2 separate regions of the Gossypium hirsutum genome follow, and region 1 is linked to region 2. The links are chromatin contacts, called in public Hi-C maps. All regions are on one chromosome and are shown on one strand. Each heading gives the region's core, a stretch centred on a gene start, on an enhancer-like site or on the middle of the called end of the contact. The rest is flanking DNA. Distances are from core to core; before and after follow the strand shown.

Region 1 (4,578 bases), core at 118-2,617, 110 kb before region 2:
AACTAGGGTACACAACATTCTAAAACATCAATTTTATCAATACAACCAAAAGTTAATTAACAAAATTATTTACATTTTTATTATTTTATCAATAATTTTTATTATTTTTTAAATGCATTGTTTAATTTTATTTATTTTTCACCTGCATAATGATTAGGCTGGCTAGGAAGTTTTTAGGCAGCTATATATTACTTAGACTTGTTGAAATGCTAGGCCGACATCCAAATTAAATTAGTCATCCTCTTTTTTAAATGTAACATTTGGTATTCTATTTTCATATTTAAGACTTCAAATAACAAGTTTCCAGATTTAGTTTCAAGTTAAGAGTATATATACCTTAGTGGAAAATGTTAATCAATTTTTAGTTAAGATAATATTTATAAAATGTAATATAATTGATGAATTATTTATTTAATGTAATAAAAATAACAAATTAAGTTAAATAATTTTTAAGGTAAATTATACCCAATATCACTAAATTATCAGTAAGTTTATATTTTAGTCACTTAATTTTAAAAAGTTACAAAATAGTCAAAGAATTGTTCAAAAGTTTTTATTTAAGTAATTGAGTTATTAAGTTTTTGTAAGCTCCACTAGTGAGCTCCAAGCGATGATTCGATAATTAGTATGGTGGATTAGTACCTATCGATTAGTAGAAAAACATATTTTAGATCTAAGTTGATCTAATGATTAGTGTCGGAGATTGAAGAAAAAAATTATTTAGATTTTGATTTATAATTTTTTATAATCAAAGTTGTTTCATAAAAGAAAAGCTGAATTTTTTATTAGTGTAGGTGTTGCGAACAGAAAAGGCTTTACAACAATAATTTTAACAATTTAGTGACTTTAACTTTTGAATAATTAATGACATTTTGTAAACTTTTAAAATGAATTATAAAATATAAACTTACTAATACTTAATATTAAGTATAATACCCTAATTTTTAACCGAAATCTATGAATACTAATTAACTGGACCTACTATATGTTAATGGGATGGTATTAGAAGAGCCCACTTGAGACGATTGAAGTGAAATAATGATAAAATGGGCTTTCCCCCTTGTCTATTTAAGGCCAGAACCAAAACTTCGTCGCACCCTGAAACTATTTGCAATTGAGGTGTACTGTACGCGTAGCCAATTTGATTGCCATCACCAAACAAAAGCTTCATGGAAAATGTGAGTGATGTTTGTATCTTCTAGAGATGGTGAAAGATTCTGAGAGCTGGATGTTGAATCACGAGCGTAGATTGGACCTGCAAACAAGGATGAACTAAGAATGCATCGATGAGTAAACTTCAATATCCCTTCGATGATACAGTTGAAAGGTTGAAGGGTATAATTAGTCTCCAGTTTGTAGCTATCCATCGTTTGTTAATGTCTTGGGCCATTTGGGCTGTATAATCTTTTGGATCTCAACCTTTATTATCTCATATTATACTATATACGAAAAAGTATTCAAACCACCTTATGCTTGATTAAAAATACTTACTTGTTTATGGTTTACTTATTAAATAAATTTTAAATAAAATGATAACTTTACCCTTCATTAGTTATTTTTTATTAATTTTTTATCTCTAATATTTATATTCAATAATTTTCAATTAAAAATTTAATTTTATTGAAAACCCATTTTAGCAGGAAGAAAAGTAATTAGAATAGCTTTTTGAAAGCATAGCAATTTTCTAAAGGCACAACTTATATCATTTTACTAAAATCAAAACAATTCATTGGTACATTTGCAAGATAAATCACTTTGAAAACTTCAATTAGACTTACAGCAGAAAACAGTACTGCGTATCATTTGAAAAATCGTGATTCTCTTTTTCTTTTAGTTATCTCAAGTTAAGCGTTATTAAAAAGGAAAAGACTTTTGCATAATAAAAACCAGAAAGGTTCTAAAGATCTCAACAAATCATAAAATATCTAAAAATAAATTAAACCCAAGAAAAAGTCCAAAATGTCCATAATAACAACAACAACCAGTGAAATCCATAGTACTAAACCAAAATAGAATGTGAAACCCGAGTTCTAGAGTCACCATCCTATCCTAAGTCAGAGGATCACCTGAAACAAAGCAACAAAGGCATGAGCTTAAAGCGCAATGTGTGATTTGGCTCATAATTTTAGTACAAACATACATATGTATCAAAATGTCTGATATAGTTTCATATTATATAATATTTTATACAAATCATATCTTAACGTATCATATCATATTGAATCTTAGCATATCATGTTCTATCGAATCATAACATAGCATATTTTATCCTACCATATCATGTCCTACCCCATCCGCTATACACTATCTCCGTCCAGCCAATCACACCATATAGGACTACAAGAGTCTATCCATCCAATCACACCAATTTGTAGCGATGTGCCACTAAGATATTTGCAATTGAGCTGCCATACAAAATTTGCGGTCTAGTTGCCATATAGCACTTCCTCCATCATATCATAACCCACCCTGGAACACAAATAAATCATAATCATATAGCATACTTACATATATCATAAATCATATGGCATACATACTACATATTTCATACAAATTATAACATAGCACACAATTTAAAGATAACATTTCTTACTTAACATACCTCTTAAGCTTATCCGAATACTTTTATGTATTGAAACTTAGGCCTTTCCGGCCCCATATGATGCCTATAGGCCCAAATTTTGAGTCCCTCAAATAGCCCCTAATTGAGCCCTAAAATTGAGCAAAAAGAACCACACAATCGTGTCACCCACACGACCTAAAAACTTAGCCTGTGTGCTCCACATAGTCTACCCACACGGTTTGCACAGTTTCACACGGCGGTGTGCCACACACAGCTTGACCATACATAATCTGGCCACACGTTCTACAAAGTTTCACACGACCGTGTGCCAAACACGATCTACCACATTACTTGAGACACGAACGTGTGGCAGTGGGCAGTTTTGAAAATAGCCCCTGTTTCATGATTTGTCAAGTTTCTATCGAGTTTAAGTGTCGTTTTCACACACCTGATCGAAAATACAATTAACCACACTCCTGAAACTCACAAAATCTACAATTGTTTATCAAACCCTACTCATTAATCACAATAAAACCCTTCTAAGAATGAATTTTTAAACCAAAATTTCAGAACGTATACTAATGTTGAATACTTACTCTTTAGAAACCAGTAAATAATCACAACGATTACTCCTCCAGAGGACATTGATTTCTACCCCTTTCGCCTAAAACAAAGTTAATCGCATACTAATTAAAACATAGGGAGAATCTAATCGTTAAAGTCCACTTAGACAAATCGAGCAGAATCGAACAATAACAGTAAAATAAATCACAAACTTACGTAACTATTCCTTTAACACAACCTACGCAAATCTAACAACAACTTATTGACGTAATAAGTAAACCCCCAAAGAAAGAAAATAAAGAAAAGCCCAAGCAAGAAAATAGAGCTATATAACTGAATCAAAAGCGAAAGGAAAAAAGAAAAAAGTTTGCAGACTTGGGAAATTAGAAAAGAAAGTGGAACGTGTATGAGGAGTAGTGATCAGTTGAAATTAGGACCAAATTTAGGGATTTGGCTATATTTTGATAATGTAAAGAATTAAATTAAAAAAAAGATAAAATATCCTATAATAATCTAACCATCGAGCTTTTACAATTTAAAAAGAACTTAACTTCCAACAAATAGCAAACAACAAAAATAATCCATATGCTCATGCCAAGACTTGAACTTAAGACCCTAGAGTATGCTAAAGCTTAACCATTGAACCACTAGGCTCATCGTTTTCATAACCCTACAAAGAAATTAATTTAAACACTAGGGCTCAAGCTTAACTTAAAGCCAAAATTAACAGAAAATCCCAAAACAAGGGAATCGAACTTAGGACCCAAAGCATACTTTCCAAGCACTTAACCACCACATTAAAGTAAATAATTTTGCAGACAAATACCTTCCAAAAACCAGAAATTCGAGGCATTACAACTCTCCCCTCTTAAAAGAAATTTTAGCTTCAAAATTTACCTGACTCGAAAAGATGAGGGTACTGCTGACGCATCAAGTCCTTAGGCTCCTAAGCAGCTTCCTTGGACCCATGATTCTGCCAAAGTACTTTACCTAGAGAAATGATATTTCTTCTCAAGACTTTAATCTAATGATCCAAAATCTGTATCAGCTCCACCTTAAAAGACAAATTTGGCCTCAACTCAACCTCCTCCACTAGAACCACATACAATGGATCAGATCGATAACATCTCAACATATACACGTGAAAGGCGTCATAGATGTGACCTAACTCTGGAGGTAACTAAAGCTGATAAGCAACTGGCCCCATATGCCTCAAAACCTAATATGGCATAATAAATCGAGGGCTTAACTTGCCCTTACGACCAAACTTGAGAATCTTTTTCCAAGAAAACACCTTAAGAAAAGCCTGATCCCTTACCTTATACTCAATCTCTCGCCTCTTACGGTTCGCATACGACTTCTGTCTATCAGAAGCGGCCTTAGGCACACATCCCTTACCAAAAAATAAATTGTCTCAAATCCACATCCTTTGGCATACAAATATGACCCCC
Region 2 (4,914 bases), core at 1,386-3,885:
TTATTCTTTGATTAGCAATTATTATATGTTTGTTTATATAAGTTTGAATGTTTTAGTTAATAGGTTAAATCTTAATGCTTTGGATAATATGATCTAATGGTGTTTGATTGTGTTTACATGTGTTAATTTAGTGATTTTGCATTGGTGTAATATTTAGGGATGCTTTAGGTACAATTAGGTGAATTTTGAATGTTTGAAAATGTGCATTTTAGGTCATTTAATAATTAAGTCTCGAGACAATAAGAGTATGTCTTGAGACTGTTAGAACAAATATTTAGCTTATTATGCATTCAATTAATGTCTTGAGACATGTCAAATTGGTCTCGAGACAAACTAATTTAGGTCTTGAGACTAGTGGGTTTTGTCTCGAGACAAGAGCACATTGAAGCTAGATAACTCTTGCCCTGCTCCAGGTCTCGAGACAAGAACTCCTTGCCTCGAGACTTGCAAACAATGAAGCTGAAATAGAAAAATATAAGAGGCCTGTGTTGAGACCCAGTCTCAAGACTTGATGACTTTTGTCTCGATTCATAAGCTTCATTATCTCGAGAAATATAAACATTGAAGCAAATTTTCAAATTTTTTTATGAGTCTTGTCTCGAGACATATTGTTAAAACTTGACAAAAAGAATTTGGATTCGATTCCTAATCTTGTATTAGACTCTTCCTAAATTCTAATTGACTAGATTAAATATATGTATTTATGTGATTTAACTTTATGGATTTTTAATATTGATTGATATGAGTTGCTTTGGCAACATAACGTGATATTTCACATTTGAATCCAACGATCGGATCGAGTGCAGTGTGTCACAACCACAACTTTTGAACTTGCATTTTGTAAACCATCCAAATACCCTCGTTCAGATCAATGTTCAATGTGGTCGATTTTTTTATCAGCCCTAGTCATGTTCATGGTTCATTGTCGTTGTTGTTGGATTCCCTCTTCTTAAAGATGATTCAAATGTTAATGGTACCAATATTGAAATTTCAAGTTACAAATAAACCCCAAAAAAGTGTTTTGGACTAATTATAGAGAAGTCCCTAGCTTTAATTAAAAGTAAAAAAAAAATATCAAGTCAATTCGTTGATTAATGAAAATTTTAACGGTAATGAAAAATTTAAATAATTATCTGAATTAAAGTGATTAAATTAATAAAAAAATTTAAATGATGAAAATAAAAATATACTATTTAAGATGATGTGCTGTGGCTTATCCTAAAAACAAATAAATTGTAACAGGGATTCAAAATTTAAGCGTGATCATTATATTTATGGATATTTTTATTTGGATTTGACTCCTGCCATATTACGCTATAATTTGTTATTTGTTGAATTACAATGTTAATGGCACAGTACAGTTTGTCTTTTAAGGATACCTGTGCTTTGTCCCTGGTTAGGGTGTAATCAATCAAATCCACTTAATTTAATTAATTGGTTGATTAATCGATTTAATTTGATTGGAAGTTGGTTAATGATTTTTTAGAAATTTAATTATCAATTAATTTAGTTCGAAATTAGGTAATTAATCGAACTTAATAATTAATAATATAAATTATATGTAATTTTAATTCGGTTAACCGACCGAATTAACCGAAATCTTTCGGTTTGGTTGTTTAAAAGATTAAAAAGTTCGATTAATTCAGTTAATACTAATTCAGTTCAATTCGGTGCCTAGACATGATGATGGGTCGGGCTGAGAAAGTGGAAGAGTTTAAATAAAAATATAGGTCTGAAAAATAGACTTGGACAAAAAAATGAGGCCTGTTTTCTAAACCGATCGAGTCTTGGGTAAGCTTTTTTGGCCTTAGCTTGGCCCGAATTTGCAAAAATATAAAAAAAACTGCTGCTTTTGTTGCTGTCTTCATTATTTTTGTTGTTGTTTTGTCATAGTTCTGGTGCTATTTCGCTATTATATTACAACTATTTTATTGTTATTGTTTGAATATTGTATAACTCTTATTTTATTATTATTATTTTAGAGGTATTTGTTTACTAAGTTGCAACTATCTTAGGGTTATTTAAGTGTAAATAATTTTTTTTAAAAATTTATACATGTTATAAAATAAAGAGAGATAGAGAGTGTAAAGAACAAAAAAAATATGGGAAGTAATAGAAAATATATTTTATTGATCAATGGGATCAATATAATACTTGTTCAAAATTTTTATTTGTAAGCATAAAAAGTATAAATGAAATAGACATTTACTTAATAATATATTCATAACAATACATTTATTTTAATGTTTGTACTTGTAGTATATTTGATGTATTTTATTTCTAAAATTTATTTTTATATAAAAATTTTAATATAAACGGGCTGAATTGAACTTAAATTTTAACATTTTTACGTGAATTAAAATTGAACAAAATTTTAACTCAGGCCGAATCAAACTTAAAAACCCGCATAAAATTATATTAAGATCCGACGGGGGTCATCTTCACCTCTAATCGTGCCCCTCTGCCCTAAAAAGAATAAAACAAATATCAGGTGTAAATAGGAGAGACAGATGGGTAAAATTACGAAGGCCACGGAAGGGACACGGTAAAACTAAATCGGATCCACGTCATCAGCGGTGGACCCCAGCCTCCCAAAAAGTGCAAATAAATAAATGGCATCATAAACATCGTCATCAATATCATTTTGATTCAAACAGCCATCCTCCTTCCCCTCTCCCTCTCCCTCTCCCTCTCCCTTCTCCCATTTGTTTTCCTTCACATTCCTCTCACCGTTTTCGGCCGGGCTTGCAATTTTGATTTAAAAGAAAACCATCTTGAAAATCAGTAACGAAAGGAAATTGAAATCGGATCGAAGGGTTGAGGGCGAGAGGAGAAGAATGAGCACTAAGAAGAAAACATCGCAGGGTCACTTGAGTAGAACACGCATAGGAAAGTACAAGCTGGGAAGAACCCTGGGTGAGGGGAGTTTCGCAAAGGTCAAGTTCGCTGAGAATGTCGAGACCGGCCAGTGTGTGGCGATCAAAATCATGGATCGTGATCAAGTTCTACGTCACCGTATGGTCGAACAGGTGATCTCCCTTTCTAATGTCCCACCATGCATATTTTAAAACAACATTAAATTTAAAAACAAAAAATTGCATTTCAGTTATCTCCCTCCGCCGCCAATAAACATGGGGTCTCACGTAAACTTTACTACGGAAACAGGGAACCACGTGGGACCATGTTTAATGTGGGGGTCTATAGGTCAAACGTTGGATTAAATCGAATCTGGGTTCATGATTAAATATGTTCGCCTGTTTCATATTCAATCATTAATATTTTCGTTTCTTTGTTTTTTTCTCTTTTAATGATTGCAATTTTATTCGGGGCAGATAAAAAACGAAATCTCAACGATGAAGCTCATCAAGCATCCCAATGTCATTAAAATATTTGAGGTAAATGAAACTAATGTCTGCAATTATGGTGTTTGGTTTACTCTGCTTTGCATTGTTGATAAGATTTTTTTTTTTACTTTAATTTTGCTTCTAATGCATAGGTTATGGCGAGCAAGACAAAGATTTACATCGTGATCGAGTTCGTTAATGGTGGCGAGCTCTTCGACAAAATTGTAAGGACTTGTTGGGCATTTATAGTTAAATGAAGATGAAGCAAATGTTATATAAATTCGCTCATTGAGTTTCTATTCGCAATAGCTGTTTATTGTTTAAAGTAATAAATCTTTGATATTTATAGGCCAGGCACGGGAGACTCAAAGAAGATGAGGCTAGAAGCTATTTCCAGCAGCTTATTAATGCTGTTGATTACTGCCACAGTAGAGGCGTCTACCATAGAGATTTGAAGGTTCAGCTTCAATTAACTGATTGATGACTGCTTAAAAGCTTTCCACTTTGGAACTTGGGTTTTGCTTCCTGATTCATATGTGACATGTTCATTTCATTTTTTGCAGCCAGAAAATCTTCTTTTGGACTCCTATGGTGTTCTTAAAATTTCAGACTTTGGATTGAGTGCTTTCTCACAGCAAGTTCGGGTAAGCATTTACTCATTTGCTAGGATGGTTTCTCGATACAAAAAGTTATAATATAATAGCCACAGGTGAAAGCTTTTAGTTGGCAATTGAGATTATGTAAATGCTAAATATCAATTAAGAAGGAAAAGAAAAAGGGAAAAACTGTCTTTTGTTTTAGTGTAATCTTTCTTTTTCTTTAATATGGTATAGATGCAAACCTTTCTAACATTTTTTGGAATGTAGGAGGATGGATTGCTTCACACTGCATGTGGCACTCCAAATTATGTTTCTCCAGAGGTATTCCATCATGACTTTATTGAGACAATAAGCTTTAATGCTGCCACTTTTTGTTCACTCTGTTTCCTCTTACCTCCCATTTTTCTTGACAGGTACTTAAGGATAAGGGTTATGATGGAAAATCATCTGATATTTGGTCTTGTGGAGTTATTCTGTTTGTACTTATGGCTGGTTATTTGCCTTTTGATGAGCCAAACCTTATAACCTTGTATAACAAAGTGAGTATTCCCAGAATTGGCTTCTCTATTTAGATGAGAACTTCACTAAAACTTTTGGTACATCTTGATGAAATTCAGATTGGGAAGGCCGATTTCACTTGTCCGTCATGGCTTTCACCTGGTGCAAAGAAATTCATAAAGCGTATTCTTGATCCAAACCCTCTTACAGTAAGTTCAGAATTCAGTCATGCTTTGAGACTTACAGAATGATAATAAGAATATTAAGCAATTAACTTCCTTTTATCTCTTTCTTTTGTTTTTTTAAACACTGTAACTTCTTATAGTTGAACATGCTCTCGGTTGAAACACTGGACATTATTTGTTGCAGCGTATAACTATCCATGATATCTTAAACGATGAATGGTTCAAGAAAGGGTACAAACCACCCAAATTTGAGGAGGAAGAGGATGTAAATCTTGATGATGTAGATGC

The links. A called contact is a pair of places that touch in the nucleus more often than the background predicts.
Region 1: a Hi-C map of leaf shows a contact between it and region 2, with 3 times the contacts expected there. The contact joins the enhancer-like site here to the promoter of LOC107953000 in region 2. A contact is called at or near these places in 9 of 34 Hi-C or Micro-C datasets (anther, leaf, petal and 1 more).

Annotation. Positions count from the first base shown.
Region 1 is chrA07:29,497,805-29,502,382 of Gossypium_hirsutum_v2.1, reverse strand. No RefSeq gene overlaps it. Among protein-coding and RNA genes, the nearest start is that of LOC121204338, 20 kb to the left of the region's middle. Within about 2 kb of position 1,367, at least 3 of the 9 cell types and tissues checked have an H3K27ac peak or open chromatin away from gene starts, as enhancers often do. A contact at or near this core is called in leaf, where this site is marked.
Region 2 is chrA07:29,384,511-29,389,424 of Gossypium_hirsutum_v2.1, reverse strand. LOC107953000 (CBL-interacting serine/threonine-protein kinase 9) reads left to right here and starts at 2,635. Exons shown (of 14, transcript XM_016888222.2): 1 at 2,635-3,029; 2 at 3,333-3,395; 3 at 3,497-3,568; 4 at 3,694-3,801; 5 at 3,908-3,988; 6 at 4,211-4,264; 7 at 4,357-4,482; 8 at 4,561-4,650; 9 at 4,811-4,914. The coding sequence starts at 2,838.